Regions from separate parts of the Sus scrofa genome. Here all the other regions are linked to region 3. A link is a contact called in public HiChIP or PLAC-seq data. All regions are on one chromosome and are shown on one strand. The core of a region is the stretch at or near the end of the contact, and the rest is flanking DNA. Distances in the headings are between cores, read along the strand shown.

What was found. HiChIP or PLAC-seq counts read pairs in DNA pulled down with a chosen protein or histone mark.
Region 1: an H3K27ac HiChIP or PLAC-seq map of alveolar macrophages shows a contact between it and region 3. The contact joins two enhancer-like sites. A contact is called at or near these places in 2 of 2 datasets of contacts at active chromatin or transcription factors (alveolar macrophages and skeletal muscle).
Region 2: a contact with region 3 is called in an H3K27ac HiChIP or PLAC-seq map of alveolar macrophages. The contact joins two enhancer-like sites. A contact is called at or near these places in 2 of 2 datasets of contacts at active chromatin or transcription factors (alveolar macrophages and skeletal muscle).
Region 4: an H3K27ac HiChIP or PLAC-seq map of alveolar macrophages shows a contact between it and region 3. The contact joins two enhancer-like sites. A contact is called at or near these places in 1 of 47 Hi-C or Micro-C datasets (skeletal muscle) and 2 of 2 datasets of contacts at active chromatin or transcription factors (alveolar macrophages and skeletal muscle).

Annotation. Positions count from the first base shown.
Region 1 is chr13:125,996,641-125,999,881 of Sscrofa11.1, reverse strand. All of the region lies in intron 2 of LPP (lipoma-preferred partner), which reads right to left. Among named protein-coding and RNA genes, the nearest start is that of LPP, 220 kb to the right of the region's middle. Within about 2 kb of position 1,596, at least 9 of the 83 cell types and tissues checked have an H3K27ac peak or open chromatin away from gene starts, as enhancers often do. A contact at or near this core is called in alveolar macrophages, where this site is marked.
Region 2 is chr13:125,975,405-125,978,839 of Sscrofa11.1, reverse strand. The region is part of intron 2 of LPP (lipoma-preferred partner); the gene reads right to left. Among named protein-coding and RNA genes, the nearest start is that of LPP, 190 kb to the right of the region's middle. Within about 2 kb of position 1,614, at least 14 of the 83 cell types and tissues checked have an H3K27ac peak or open chromatin away from gene starts, as enhancers often do. A contact at or near this core is called in alveolar macrophages, where this site is marked.
Region 3 is chr13:126,511,400-126,514,701 of Sscrofa11.1, reverse strand. No RefSeq gene overlaps it. Among named protein-coding and RNA genes, the nearest start is that of TPRG1, 17 kb to the left of the region's middle. Within about 2 kb of position 1,436, at least 14 of the 83 cell types and tissues checked have an H3K27ac peak or open chromatin away from gene starts, as enhancers often do. A contact at or near this core is called in alveolar macrophages and skeletal muscle, where this site is marked.
Region 4 is chr13:125,816,351-125,819,980 of Sscrofa11.1, reverse strand. The region is part of intron 1 of LPP (lipoma-preferred partner); the gene reads right to left. Among named protein-coding and RNA genes, the nearest start is that of LPP, 36 kb to the right of the region's middle. Within about 2 kb of position 1,855, at least 20 of the 83 cell types and tissues checked have an H3K27ac peak or open chromatin away from gene starts, as enhancers often do. A contact at or near this core is called in alveolar macrophages and skeletal muscle, where this site is marked.

The DNA.
Region 1 (3,241 bases), core at 347-2,846, 510 kb after region 3:
GTTTGTTTCCCACAGTAAACCCTGACCAATCCCCACATATTTTTAAAATTCTGTTTGCCAATAGACAGTAATATTTTATCAACAAGAGACAGATTCAAATCACTCATTTTGCAAAGAAGTTTTTTTTTTTAATTTTAGTTTTTATATTTTTTTAATTTTATGGGAGCACCCGCAACATGTGGAAGTTCCAGGGCCAAGGAATGAATTCAAGCCACAGCTGTAGCAACACTGGATCCTTTAGCCCACTATGCCTGGCCAGAGATCAAACCTGTGCCTCTGCAGTGAACCAAGCCACTGCAGTTGGATTCTTAACCCACTCAGCCACTGTCCGAACTCCTATGCAAAGAGGTCTCAAGTGCCTGTGCAAATCCTTCTGATCTTCACTAGGGAGCAGAACCATGCACAGAACAGACAGTGCCAGCCCTCTCAGAGCTTCAAGACTGGTGGCAAGAGGCATGACACAGCAGGGGAGGTATGATGTGACATGGAACAAGCCAATGGGTAGCCTAATCTAGCCCCAGCAATTTAGCCTCAGTTTTATTAATAACTGGCCATGTTTTCAAATCAAGATGGCTAGATGAATGAAAGTCCCTTTAACCTCTAACATTCCACAATTCTATGAGTCTTTATACCCGTAAGGGAATTTACTTGGATTCAGGTCCTAAGAAAACTTCCTAAATTTTCAGTTCCCTAAATCTGAAAGTCAGAACACAAAGGTCACATAACACAAAAACCTCACAGTTAAAATAGGAACAAGAATCAGTGACCCCCAAATGTTAAGCATTGTGGCAGCCTACAACTAGAAAACCTCAGGGAAAAAATCCAAACTCAGGGTTGCAGTGGTTGTTAAGAATACCAAAGAACAAACAGTTTCCTCAGGGTCTCTATCTTCTTTGAATGTGTCTGCCTTACTATCTGAAAAAAGGGGGGGGGGGAATATTTACATATATCTGTCTTCTCTGAAAGCACTTAGACAAATAGTAAAATAAATATTAGGCAAATGCAATAATGCTTAGATATCTTAAGAAAAGTCACCAATTTTTTCATGTCTTGGACAACAAAATGCCTGAAACTCATAAAAGCGAAGCAGTTCCGTAGATAGGAGGAAAAATGTCTGAAGAGTCAAGGTCATGAATTTAAAGACAGTGATGCTACCAGCTCCAGGGGTAGCCTCAGGCCAGGGCCTTCCAAACCTCACTGACCTTAGCTACCTCATCTATAAAATGGAGACAACAATCTCTGCCCTGTTTACCTCATTGGTGCTTATGGGGAGTAAGTGGATACTGGACACAACAACATTTCATAAATAGCAAATTATATATATATATATACACAGAGAGAGAGAGAGATTATTAATAAAGGAATTTCAAAGGAAGGCTGTGAATAGTACTTTGCAAGCTTAGGCAGCAAAAGGAAATATAAATATAGCCATGATTTTACAACTTTATAATCAGGAGGAAGAAATGGTGATCAGAATTGTGACAAACAACAATGCCCGAAAGAGAAGAGAAACCAGCTCAGCTCTGTCATAATGGTCTCAGTTCCTGTAGTACACACAATGGAAAGACTGCAGGGAGGGGCAGGAGCAGCCTTTGTGATGGCAGCTCACCCAGGACTTGGAAACCCTGGTCTAAGAAAAGGATGTTTCAGTCATTATCATAATCTCATGGTGCGTCTAAGAATTCTGTGGCTCTATGCAAGTGATATCATCACTGTCTCAGTCACATATCTTGGAAAACAGAAATAGCTGTCATCACTCAGGAGTGAAACATAATTCTGGCCATTTCTTTAAAGTAGCATAATTAGAGGAATGAGGCTCAAGCTCTAAGATTCCTCACCAGGATGGACAAAATGCAAAGGCAGATCTTGCCCACAATTGGATTTTATGGTCCAAAGGGCATAGGTAGGTTCTGATAACATTCAGACAACAACTAACTCTAAAGAAGAAACTAAGCAATAGATCCACACAGCCAAAACCATTCAGGACACAGACAAAGTGGTCCTCCAGCCTTAATGTATTGGCAATAAGCCAGACTTGGACACAGGTAAGATCTGAACTGAAAATCAAGTCCCAGGCCCTTAAGCACAAAGTTACAGGAAGAGTTATAATTTATGAAGCAAAATGGTGCCCTGTTATATGCACTGGTCTGGAGATACCACAGGTTTCCAAGGCTTGAGACATCAGGTGACAAGAAGATGAAATAAGTGAGATAAATTAACCATACTTGTAATTCACTGAAGAGGAGATCCCAATGGAAAACAAACAGAGCAAATAATAATAAAACACACACACACACACACACACACAATTTTAATAGTAGAGAAATGCAAATTAAAAAGTAAGGAGATACTGCTTTTCACACACAGTTTGGCAAAAAATTAAAAGGCATATAAAATTCACTTGGGAACAGATGTGTAAGGAAACTATCACAATATTATGCTTCTTCTTATAAACAGATGTATCCTCTATTTCTTTATTAGATATATGACTTCTTGTCTACGGCGGCTTTGGTGCCACAATGGCAGAGTTGAGTGGTTGTGACAGAGACACACTGGCTTCAAAGCCTAAAATATTTGCTACCTGGTCCTTTACAGAAAAATTTTGCAAACTCAAGTTCTAAACTAAAAAAGTTATTGCTTCCAATTACTAAAGATATAATCAATCTCTTCTCTTATTAAATTAAAGCCTTTTGCTAGTTGTCTTCTTTATAACATGACCTTTAATTCATATCAAAGTCTATATACATATTTATGATATAACTCTTTTTCATTAGCACCCATCAATTATTCAGTGCCATTAGAGGAACCCCCTTTTCAGAATGCTGAGATGGTCCCTTTATGGCATACTCAATCCCGTGTGTAGTTGCTCTATATCAGGGTGGGTTATGTCACCACAACAGCTTTCTTCTATTCCAGCACTAACACTTACCCACTTGAGTTAGGAATCCCTTATAATCAACTTCAGCTTCTAGCCAGGCTGGTCCCTGTCCCTATTACCCTTATTTTTCAAATGTTTCTTAGCTATTTTGCCTGTTTATTATCAAGATAATTTTAGTTTTTTTTATTTTTGGTTAGGATTTAAGAACAATTCTCTTGAGAGTTGTGCTGAGATTACATGAAATGTAAAGGAAAATAACTACTTAAAAATATTTATATTTCCATTTAGGAATAAGGTATGTCTTTCAATTTATTCAAAGCCTCCTTCATAAAATTCAAAAAGTTCTAGAACCTCTTAAGATAA
Region 2 (3,435 bases), core at 365-2,864, 540 kb after region 3:
AAGTTCAGAAAATGAACACAATTTTCATAATCATTATCATAGTTTGAAGAAGTCCAATAAAAATGCACATTGCTTTTCTGATGTGAGCACAGGCCCACAACCATTGGTGTGAGAATCATTTTCAGAAACCAAAAACAGCTTTCCTAAAATCTCAGCACCACTTCAGCCCCACCTTCCAACCCACATCTCATTAAAAAACAAAGCCATTTCTTTCATGCCTCATAATTAATGATAAAGTGAGTCAACTATACAAACAAAACACCAACAATAATTTACTGTGAACATTGTTGCATTTGTACTGCACTTATATATCTACTCTCTCATTTGATGTTTTTCATGAGCTTCTGCAGCAGGAAGAAATGGAATAATTGTTTTAGAGATGAAGAGATTCAACTCTACAAGATGTGATTTGCCCCAAAACACACAGCTCATAAGAAGTAATGACAAGATGTGAATTCAGGATTCTCGAGATTCTCCAACTAAACTTGTGTTCACTTATTCAACATTGTCTCTCTTATCTGAAGTGTTTAATCAAGCACAAGAAGTTGATAATGGAGCCCTAGGGAAGTTATCTAATTGGATAGAGCCTCAGATGGGTTCTCTTAAAACATAAAAGAAGGAAAGAGAAAGAGAGAGAGAGAGAAAGGAAGAAATAAACCACTTCGGGTAAAGATAGTTAAATTTCCTGGAAAACAGGGGTCTTGAACTGTCCTTTAAAGATGTATTAATCAAAGCAAGCCCACAAACTGACAATTTCAGAATCATTTCGGAGCTTGTTAGAAATATAAATTTTTCCACACTGTGTTCTCAGGCCTCCAGGACAATAACCTCTGAGGCACAGACTGCCCAGGTGATTCCAATGCATAGAAAGTTTGAAAAGTGTTGCTTGAAAGTAAAAGTCAGACCTGAGTAAATAACAAGACGGTTACAGGTAGGCTAAAAAGGGGGAAGGGGGGAAGGGCGTTGGGGAGGGGGGACAACATGAAAAATTAGGAGGCCTAGAATCCAGAAAATTCAAGAAATGTCAGCAAAAAAAGGTTCAGAACACTGGGCTGGGAAGGTAGTATCCTGTGAAGGACAGGGTCCGAATAAACCTGGGGTGAAATCTTGAACTAGAGAAAGCTGAATGCAAGCAGAGCAGTCTCTAGAACCACTCAGGCCCAAAGTTTAAATCTTGAGAGAAAGTATGTAGACCTAAGCAACAAAAGCATCATGTGATGCAGGACAAGAGGTCCCTCAGGGTTTAGAAGGTCTTCAGAAGAGAACCTCTTTTACAACCTGGAGAAACACAAGTTCACCAGACAGACAAGGATGGAAAGAACCATGGCAAAGGGCCAAGGTGTAAAACAAGATCTATTTAGCACCAGTGAGGCACCCTTGATTCAGTGTCCTCATCTGTACAAGAAGAGATTAATGATCCTAACCCAGTTGAACTATTGAGAAGATTAAATAAAACAGTTCTACACAATGACTCCAAATGTGATGTCCGGCACAGAGTGGACACTCAACACAGTACACTGACTTTCTTTCTCTTCCAGGCCACTGCAGTTCGTGAGAGTGAGCTAGGCATTGGGTCCTCTCTCGGGCTGGTTGGTAAGTGACTGATTTGGAGGATGTTTTCTCATAAAAGTTCACAGGGCAGCCTGCTGGGGGAGGTCCCGTGGTTATGAAGCATCACACTCAGCCACATTCCATTTTAAGACCTACAGCTCCTTCACTTCCTGCTTCTCACTCTTACTTTTTTCAGAGGGGCTGCAGGTTCTCAAGGTTATCTTGAGCACAGCTTTCTTTCTAAATGACACATAACCACTTCTACAGGCAAAAGTGCTCTGTGTAACTTCTTCTTTCAGAATGGGACTCTGGGCTGCCTGAAAATGGATCTAGGTCCATTCCCAGATGATCTCTTGGAAAGCAGACATGAATCAGTCCAGCAGGTTGGCTGGAGGTCTCCAAGAGTCTGTCTACAGGGGGATATTAACTAGGGTTGCTCAAAGGGAAAAACCAAGTTCCAGAGTCAATTGAAAGCAAGCTGACCGCTGTCCCACAGGGTTTCCTGAAAGATTTAGCAAGCTAATGTACTTTGTCAGTACCTAAGAGGGCGCCAGAGTATGCCGCATTCTCCAGGCTTACAGGGACCAATTTTAAGAGTGGTATCTCCTTGGACTACTATTTACTGACCATGCAGGAGAAAACAATACGTCAGCGCATGATATAGATAAGGCAGGGATCATCCGTTTGCTTAGAGTCCATTCCCAGAAAGATTAAGAAGGTGGCAGCATTTTTGTTATGCTTCTTCACCTTCCCATTCATTATCTATACTCACCGCATCCTCCTCTTCCTCCACAAGCCCTTTCCCTTCCCCATTACTCTGTGCACGCTGTTTTACAAAGAATCTGCTAATTCGATAAACTAATGCCTTCTTTTTCAACACTTTGCACATCGGTGCCTCTATTATGTTATTCATTCCATTTGCTTAGGAAGCATCCCCTTTATCAAAATCCTATTAATTCAAGGCCAACCCAAATGTCACTTCCCCCAAGAAGCCTTCCTTAATCCCCTGCCCTCCACACCAGTTGGAAGTAATCGTTCTTTGCTCCTCACTGAACTTTCTCAGCAAGTTTCCACTTTCTACCTTAAATGATAGTTATCTGTGTGCTGTCTCACCTTCACCAGTTGGTTCACCCCTTTCCTAATACTTTCACACCTGTCATCTTGGTTCATCCCTACAACATGCTGGGAGGAAGAACAGGCAGGTATAATTATACTCATAGTATGGAGTAAATGTAGCTTAGTGGTTAGAAGTGGAGTTGCTAGAGACAGACTATCTGAGTTCAAGTCCTAGATAAACTCTCTGGTTCTCAATTTTTCATCTGTGAAATGGCAGTAATAGCAATACCTTCCTCAGAGGGGGATTATGGGGATTAAGTGAGTTAATGAGGCAAAGTACTCACACCTAACTAAATATGCATTTTTCTAAATCTTTTTAGGGCCGCACGGTGGCATATGGAAGTTCCCAGGCTAGGGGTCGAACTGGAGCTGTAGCTGCTGGTCTATGCCACAGCCATAGCAATGACAGATCCAAGCCACATCTGTGACCTACACCACAGCTGAAATGCCAGATTGATTAACCACTGAGCTAGGCCAGGGATCAAACCCGCATCCTATGGATCCTAGTTGGATTCATTACTACTGAGCCACGATGGGAACTCCTCAATATGCATTTAGTAAGGGTTCCAGGGGAGTTTAGAAGTGGCCAGGTCAGAATTTTCCAGATTTATGTCATGTTTCTTTCCTCAATAATGTTATCTTTCAGCATTGCTCATTCATTGGGTAAATATTTATTGAGCTCATAGATGAGCCAAGAGTGACTCTAGGCAACTAGAATACAGAGAAGACAGACAGGGCTCTGAATTCTCAGTCCTTACAATCTAGCAA
Region 3 (3,302 bases), core at 187-2,686:
CTCTCACGTGGGCCTCCGGAAGTCTTACAGCTCACAACCCCTCAACCATGGCCTGGGGCTTCCCGGTCAGGGTTTGGTGGAGTTGGTCTGTGGCTGTAGAAGCCTTAGGCCTAGAGGCCAGCCTGACTCTGTTCCTGGGCTGCAGAAAAGCCCTCAGGCCTGGGCCTAGGCACTACTGGGAGGGGTCCAGGAGGCTGAGGATATGAAGGGCCAGTTTAGGGTTGCTGTGGAGGAGGAAGGGTGTGGAAGAGAACAGGCAAAATGCTAATGCTTCAGCTTCTTGTGCCTTCAGACTCCAGGCCTTCAGGAAGGAAGCGGCTTGGTTTCCCTGCCCCGGAACAGCAGGCTGTCAGGGATCTTATTCTGATGCTGGCCTTCTGAAAGGGCAGCTGGACACAGCCAGGGCAGGCCGGGGTCCTGGCTTGGCCTCCATAAGTGGGGCCATAAAAGGGATCTCTGGGGCTAGAAATGGGCAGGACCTAACCCCTTGGCAGGGGAAAAGACACAAGCTTGGGGCAGAGATAGGGATAGTCACAGAATTTCAGGCCCCAGAGCTTGAGGTGTCAAGGGCCTCAGGCCAAGGAAGGCCAGATTGAACCCAGGTTCTAAATAAAGGCAGAGGAATCCCAGTACCAGAGCCAAAGGGGTCAAGAAGCCATGCTGACTTGGTGCTTATTTCCCAGAGTTACTGACCCAGGGCTTCTTCAGTTCTAATTGGTTTTTTTCCTTAATGAAAATAAGATTTATGCACCACAGAAACCAGGGCCAGGCTAAGCCTTTACAAGGTCTCCATGGAATCTTGTACAAGTTACTGGAAAGAGGCTGGAAAGCCAGGAGGGGGCCTGGGAGAGCCCAACTCCATCACTAAATCCCTGTTTGGCCTTTAATAGCTCCATAGCCTCCTTGGGCCTTCGTAACCTCCTGTGTGAAATAAGGGAGTTGGATCACAGCAGAGGTTTCCAAGCTGCTGTCTGTGAAGTCCAGTGATCTGAGGAGGGGCCTCATGAGTCTCTATAAGGGTCAGAGAAGAGGGAAGCTCAGAAGGGGAGGCCAGAAGCTCCTAACACACAATTGCCTGGAATGCTGCCTTTTTTTTTTTTTTTTTTGGTCATACCCACAGTATGCAGAATTTCCCCGGCCAGGGATCGAACCTGCACCACAGCTGCAGCCCTCACCACAGCCGTGACAATGCCAGATCTGTAACCCACTGCCCCGCCAGGGAATGCCTGGAGCACTTCCATTTTGAAGTTTAATCCATTGGCAATCCATATAAGATTTTGTGTGGAAGCCACAAGAAAAAAAAAAAAAAAAAGGAAAAGGAAAGGGGGAAATAAAGAGTAGAAAAGGAAAGAAAGAAGGCAAATAGGAGCTCTGAGCTGGCTGATCTCCAAGCTGTCTCAGGCTTGTCCTTCTCTGACTCACCATGACGCTCTCCTGCTCACATTTTGAAGAACCACTTCTGCTCCCCTCTGCCATCCTCTCAGGAAAGAATCCATACATAAGCCCAGAAAAAGCCACTGGTGAGATCCCATTTCCCAGCTCTGAGGCGTGCTGGCGCGCAGAGGAGGAAATTGGGGGGGTTTATGTGGGCTGGTGGGGAGGAGAGTGGAGGCCCTGAGCTGTAAATCAGGCTCAGAGGTTTGGATTCCCCGCTGCGTGACCCTCAGATGCCCCCTCCACTCCAGAAACCGGTACACTCACACCCCAGCCAAGGGAAGTGTGCCCGGCTCTCAGGCGGCCCCTGGAAGCTGGGCCCACTCTGAGGAGTTGTTTTGATTTTTCAGGAAAAACTACTCCAAGCCAAACCTTCCCTCCCAAGAACAACACAGACAGGGATTTTCAATGTGCTCGGGGGACGAAGGCTCTGGGTGGCCCTATGCGCCGGCCTGGCCAGTAAGACCCACAGGTAACAGGCACACCTGAGTCAGTATGGATGGCGGCTAAGGGCCACTTCTTTTTACTCTAAACACCTCCCACTGCTGCCAAGTCTCCAGGCTTCCTCTTTTAGATGATTTTGCTCTCCCATGTGCCAGCCTGACTGCACGGTTGCTCATCGCTCAATACCCAGCCCTCACATCCAGGAATTCCATGATTGCCTGGAGATGTGGCAAGCCCAGCTGAAGTTGGGGACCTCCCTTATGTGCACACACACCACCCAGGGAGGACCCTCTGCTGCCCTCTCCCACAAGAGGTGGGTTGCCTTGGGACTCTCTGAGCATGTGGGTTAGTGGGATCAGCTTTGGACCAGGAATGGAGAAGTCCCTGGACCCTCCCTCTGTGAGAGTTCCAGTGGGTCACCTCTTTTTTCTGGGCCTGTTTCCTCCTCTGTGAAATATAGGGGACTTACACTCACTCACCCCACATTTACCACATACCTGCTTTCAGGTGAAGTGGTTCTCCTTGACCAAGGTCACAGCCCAAGGAATGGCCACATGGGTGAAATTAACTCAGAGGTCAGTAGGGTCGCTGATGTCAAAGGCAGTTCTGCCTCCATAAAGGCAATGGCTGCGATGCGTTCCCATCTCTCGGAAAGTTCACAGGGTAGTGAGGCAGTGTGATGTTGAAAAATAATCACCTCAATGGTCAAGTAGCAGTCACCTTGCGGTGATGTGGCTGCAGAGAGGCTGGTCCTACAGTGTGTCCCAGAAGAAGTGACCGCCACGTTGAATTTTCAAGGCTGAGCACCAAGCTGTGGGCGGGATGCGGAGAGAAGAACACGGAAATAGGAGAGTTTGGAGAATTTCAAGTAATTAACCAAGGACAAGAAACTGGGGGTGAGAAGGGCAGAGAAGACAAGAGAAGAAGCAAATCAGATCTCCAGGGCCCTCAGGCTTTGTATATTTCAGATTCTGGAGTTACTATGTTTTATTGTTCTTTGTTTTTTGTTTTTGTTTTTTCCTGAAGGCAATGGGAAATGCTGGAAATGTAGAAGAATAAGATGGTCACATTTGCGTTTTAGAAATCTCCCTCTGGAGTTCCCTTCATGGCTCAGCGCTTAGCAAACCCAACTAGGATCCAAGAGGATGTGGGTTCAGTCCCTGGCCTCCTTATCATCCACAAGGATGTGGATTTGATCCCTGGTCTCGCTCAGTGGGTTAAGAATCCAGTGTTGCCATGAGCTGTGGTGTAGGTCGCAGACACGGCTCGGATCCCGAGTTGCTGTGGCTGTGGTATATATAGGCCAGTGGCTAGAGATCCAATTGCACCCCTAGCCTGGGAACTTCCATATGCCGCAAGTGTGGGCCTAAAAAGAAAAGAAAAAAAAAAAAAAAAACCAAAAAAACCCTCCCTCTGTCTGTCTT
Region 4 (3,630 bases), core at 606-3,105, 700 kb after region 3:
AGAAGAAGGCAATCAGAAACTCCAGAAAAAAAGCAAAAGACTGCATGAGAAATCTGGAGAAACCAGTCCAAAGTAAAAGAAAAAGTTGATGGAACTTCAAGACGCAACATAGAATAGACCCCAAGCAGGCAGAGGAATAGTTTGAAAGACAGAAGATATATAGGATACAGTAAAAACAATTAATTTTCTTCTCCCAATCAAAAAAATACAACCTCAAACTCAAAGGATATCAGTAACAACAACAACAACAACAAAGCAACTCATTATACAAATAAAACAAACAACCTGGGATGATTTTGAACAACTAGAAGAGAATTAGAAGGATCTATTAAATTTGGATACTAAGGGAAAGTTCAGTCTCCTTCGAGTGGCTTAAAGGTGGCGACCTCAGAAGCCTAGAAAAGGAAATGAAACCACAGCACATGACTTAGCTCTGTATTGAGCAACATTTACCTAGAAATCATAATGTAAATGTTGTTGACTGTTTTCAGTTTTTTGAAATCAACCCACAGACACAGCAAAGAAGCCTCCACTATGATTACAAAACTATATAAAAGTACATGCAGACATGAATGTTGTTATAAAAGGTGGAGATGCAAAGGGTAACAAACATAACTGACAAATTGTAAAAGTGGGAGAGGAAAGTAGGGAGAAACCTCAACATCTTCATCTTGCAAAATGGGGGGTGAAGAAGTACTGTCAAAAGCTGATATGCCAAGAAATGGAGATTTGTACATATTATATAAGTTTATAAAGGAAACTAACCCAGAGAGTGAAAGAAGTGATCCAGCTATCAAAATTTGAGAAGGGAGATGGGAAGTACCAGTGTGCATATGAGCTAATTCTTACCTATAATAAAAACCAATAGGTACATCTCATATTAACAACTCAAAAACTAAAGACATAGGCACATTGTTTAGAGATATGACAATAACCACTAGAAGAATTAAAAACAAAAAGTGGTTACATGTGGGGAAGGGATTTAGGGTGGGGGGGAAATGGGACAAGAAATTCTTCCTAGTTTTTTGGGTTTTTTAAATAATTGTTTTATAGTATTTTATCTTTACTATGAGCATTTATTTGAACATCTTTTAAAATCTTTTTAAATAATAAAAATATCATTTCAAAGGAAAAAGGAATTTGTTTCAAAGAGCATGACCCAGAGGTCACCAAGATCAAATGTGAAGGGACTTTCTTGGGAAAACCATTATGAAATGTCACTCTTGTGGAAACATTAAATGCACAAGATCCCCCTTTTAAGTCACGTTGCCGGCTTTTTAAAACTCCCCTCTCCCCTTCTCTCCCCAAGCTCTTTAACTCTCTCCTAAACATCTTCCTATAAAATTGTGAACACTCTATGCCCCTCAACTTTCTTCACTGGCTTCAAAATAAAAGGCAGACCCCAATGAAAACTTGAAAATGTACAGAATCCCCAAGGAAACCCCAAAATCAACAGACAGCTCAGGCTGCACAGTCCTGTGGCCTAGAAGCACACCAGGGCCTAGAGGTTGGAGCTATAATTAGCTGCTTCTGGGCAGACAACAAGGACTCCTGTTCCCTGGAAAGGAGGTAATTAAAGGAGGCAGATTTAGGCCTGAGGTGGTAAGTCTCAAGGAACTGTGGCTCCGGGCAATCCCCAACCGCACCCTGAATGAGGAAACAGGAACCCGCAGGCCTGACTCTCCATTCCTAAACCATTTTTCTCTCCTCTCTGGTTTCTAAGACCAGGGGAATGCCAGCCATCAGACCAAACACTCCTTTTTTCAGTCACTTAGGACCCATCTACTGGGCGCTCCTATGCACCAGGCATGTGTTCAGTGCTACAGGGAGGGCAGGGATGAGTCAGACCTGATTCTTGACCTCAGGGAGCCAACAGGGGAGACTGGGCACAAATGGAACTTAGAGCACACAGCACTCCTGGCCAACTTTCTCTCCAAGACCTACAACCATCCTATAGGGTAAAGTTTTTCCCTGCTTTTCAGATGAAGAATTTGGAGCTCAGGGAGGAGAAACAACCTTCCCAAGGTCATGGAGCTGTGGGGTAATAGGGCACAAATTCAAATCCAGTCCACCTTAGCTTGTAAATTAAAGCCTTTTCTCCCTTTGTCATCAAAAGAACAGGAATAAAAGGTGTCTCTATAGAGAGGGCTAAGGAGATAGGCCAGTGTCGCTGTGTGAATATTTCCCAGAGCCCAAAACAGCACTCTCACAGATTTCCATTTTTAGGGATTTCCAAAATTCCACACTGCACCTGTGCCGGTGTTTAATGTTTCCTTCTTATACCATCCAGCACCTTAGCTGTCACCACCTCAGGGTTTAGAACCTTTTAAAACTTGGGCCCTGGCTAGGCATTCATCTACCAAAGTCTATACTCCACACAGCCCTTGTTTTAAGTAGGAAAGAATTGTACAGCATGACCCACCAAAAACCCATAGGTCTGAGCTCCATCACTACAAGCCTGGGGACTCAGCAGCTCTGGCCTCACACCCTTATCTCTCACATCTCAGCATCCACCCACCTGAGACCATCCAAATATAGCCAGGCTTCCCAGGACAGCAACTCTGCCTGGCACTTGTCTCTCAAAACACAGCACAGGGAGACCTACCTTCTGCAGTCTATGTCTATCAGCTAATTTTCCCTGCATATCCACCCAAAACTTTCCTCATAAATTGGACAGGGGTGATGTCAGATTTCCTCTGTTTGGGAAAGAGAAGAGACACTGGGGAGGGGAGGCTTCAAATAGGACTAAATCACGATCTTGCATGAAACAAAGATTTAGGATCCAATTCAGGTACTGGATGTACCAGTTTCCCCATTACATGTGGCAACTCCATGATTTAGGGACGCTATCCCATACAAAAAAGAAATCCAGAGGTATGGTGTTCAACTAAAAAACACAGTCTGAGCATTGTTCTTCCTACATCACACCCACCGGTCAGTTCCTCTCACCCAAACCCCTTTTGTAGACACATGGACACTCCTGGCCCTTTATTTGGACATCATGAAATTGGAACCAAGGTTGATACTGATACTCCTTAAATATAGCTGTGCCTTACAGGCCTTGGCCCACGTTTGTAAGTCTACTACACATTAGCAAGTGTCCACCTGGCTACCAGATGCCCAGATACTCCCATTAGAATTTTCCATGAATTCTTCAAAACTTTCCAGCCAGTGAGTTTAAGGGAACTTCCCAGGCATTCTCTCACCCATCTTTAATGATCTGCAACAGGAGGTAAGAAGTAACTTACATTGGACATAAACATATGAAGGCAGGCTACAGGAGCCCTTCAGTCATACATCTGGCAAAAATGTACTGAGCAATTAGTTCCTGTAGGTACTATGCTGTGTTAAGTGTTTAAGCTCTGGATACAGAGCTGAAAACACATGGAGGCTGCCATTAAAGTATTCAGCCTAATAGGAACCCAAGGACAAGCAAATTATTAAACAAGTATTAGCACAGCAGAAGCCATGACATCCACTCCTGATCTACAGCCTCCTCAGGGGCCACAATGCACATGACCATAAGCCAGCATCCGTGGACCACTCTAAAATTCGAAAAGTTGGAGTTCCCACTGTGGCTCAGCAGTAACGAACCCAACTAGTATCCATGAGGATTGGGTTCGATCCCTG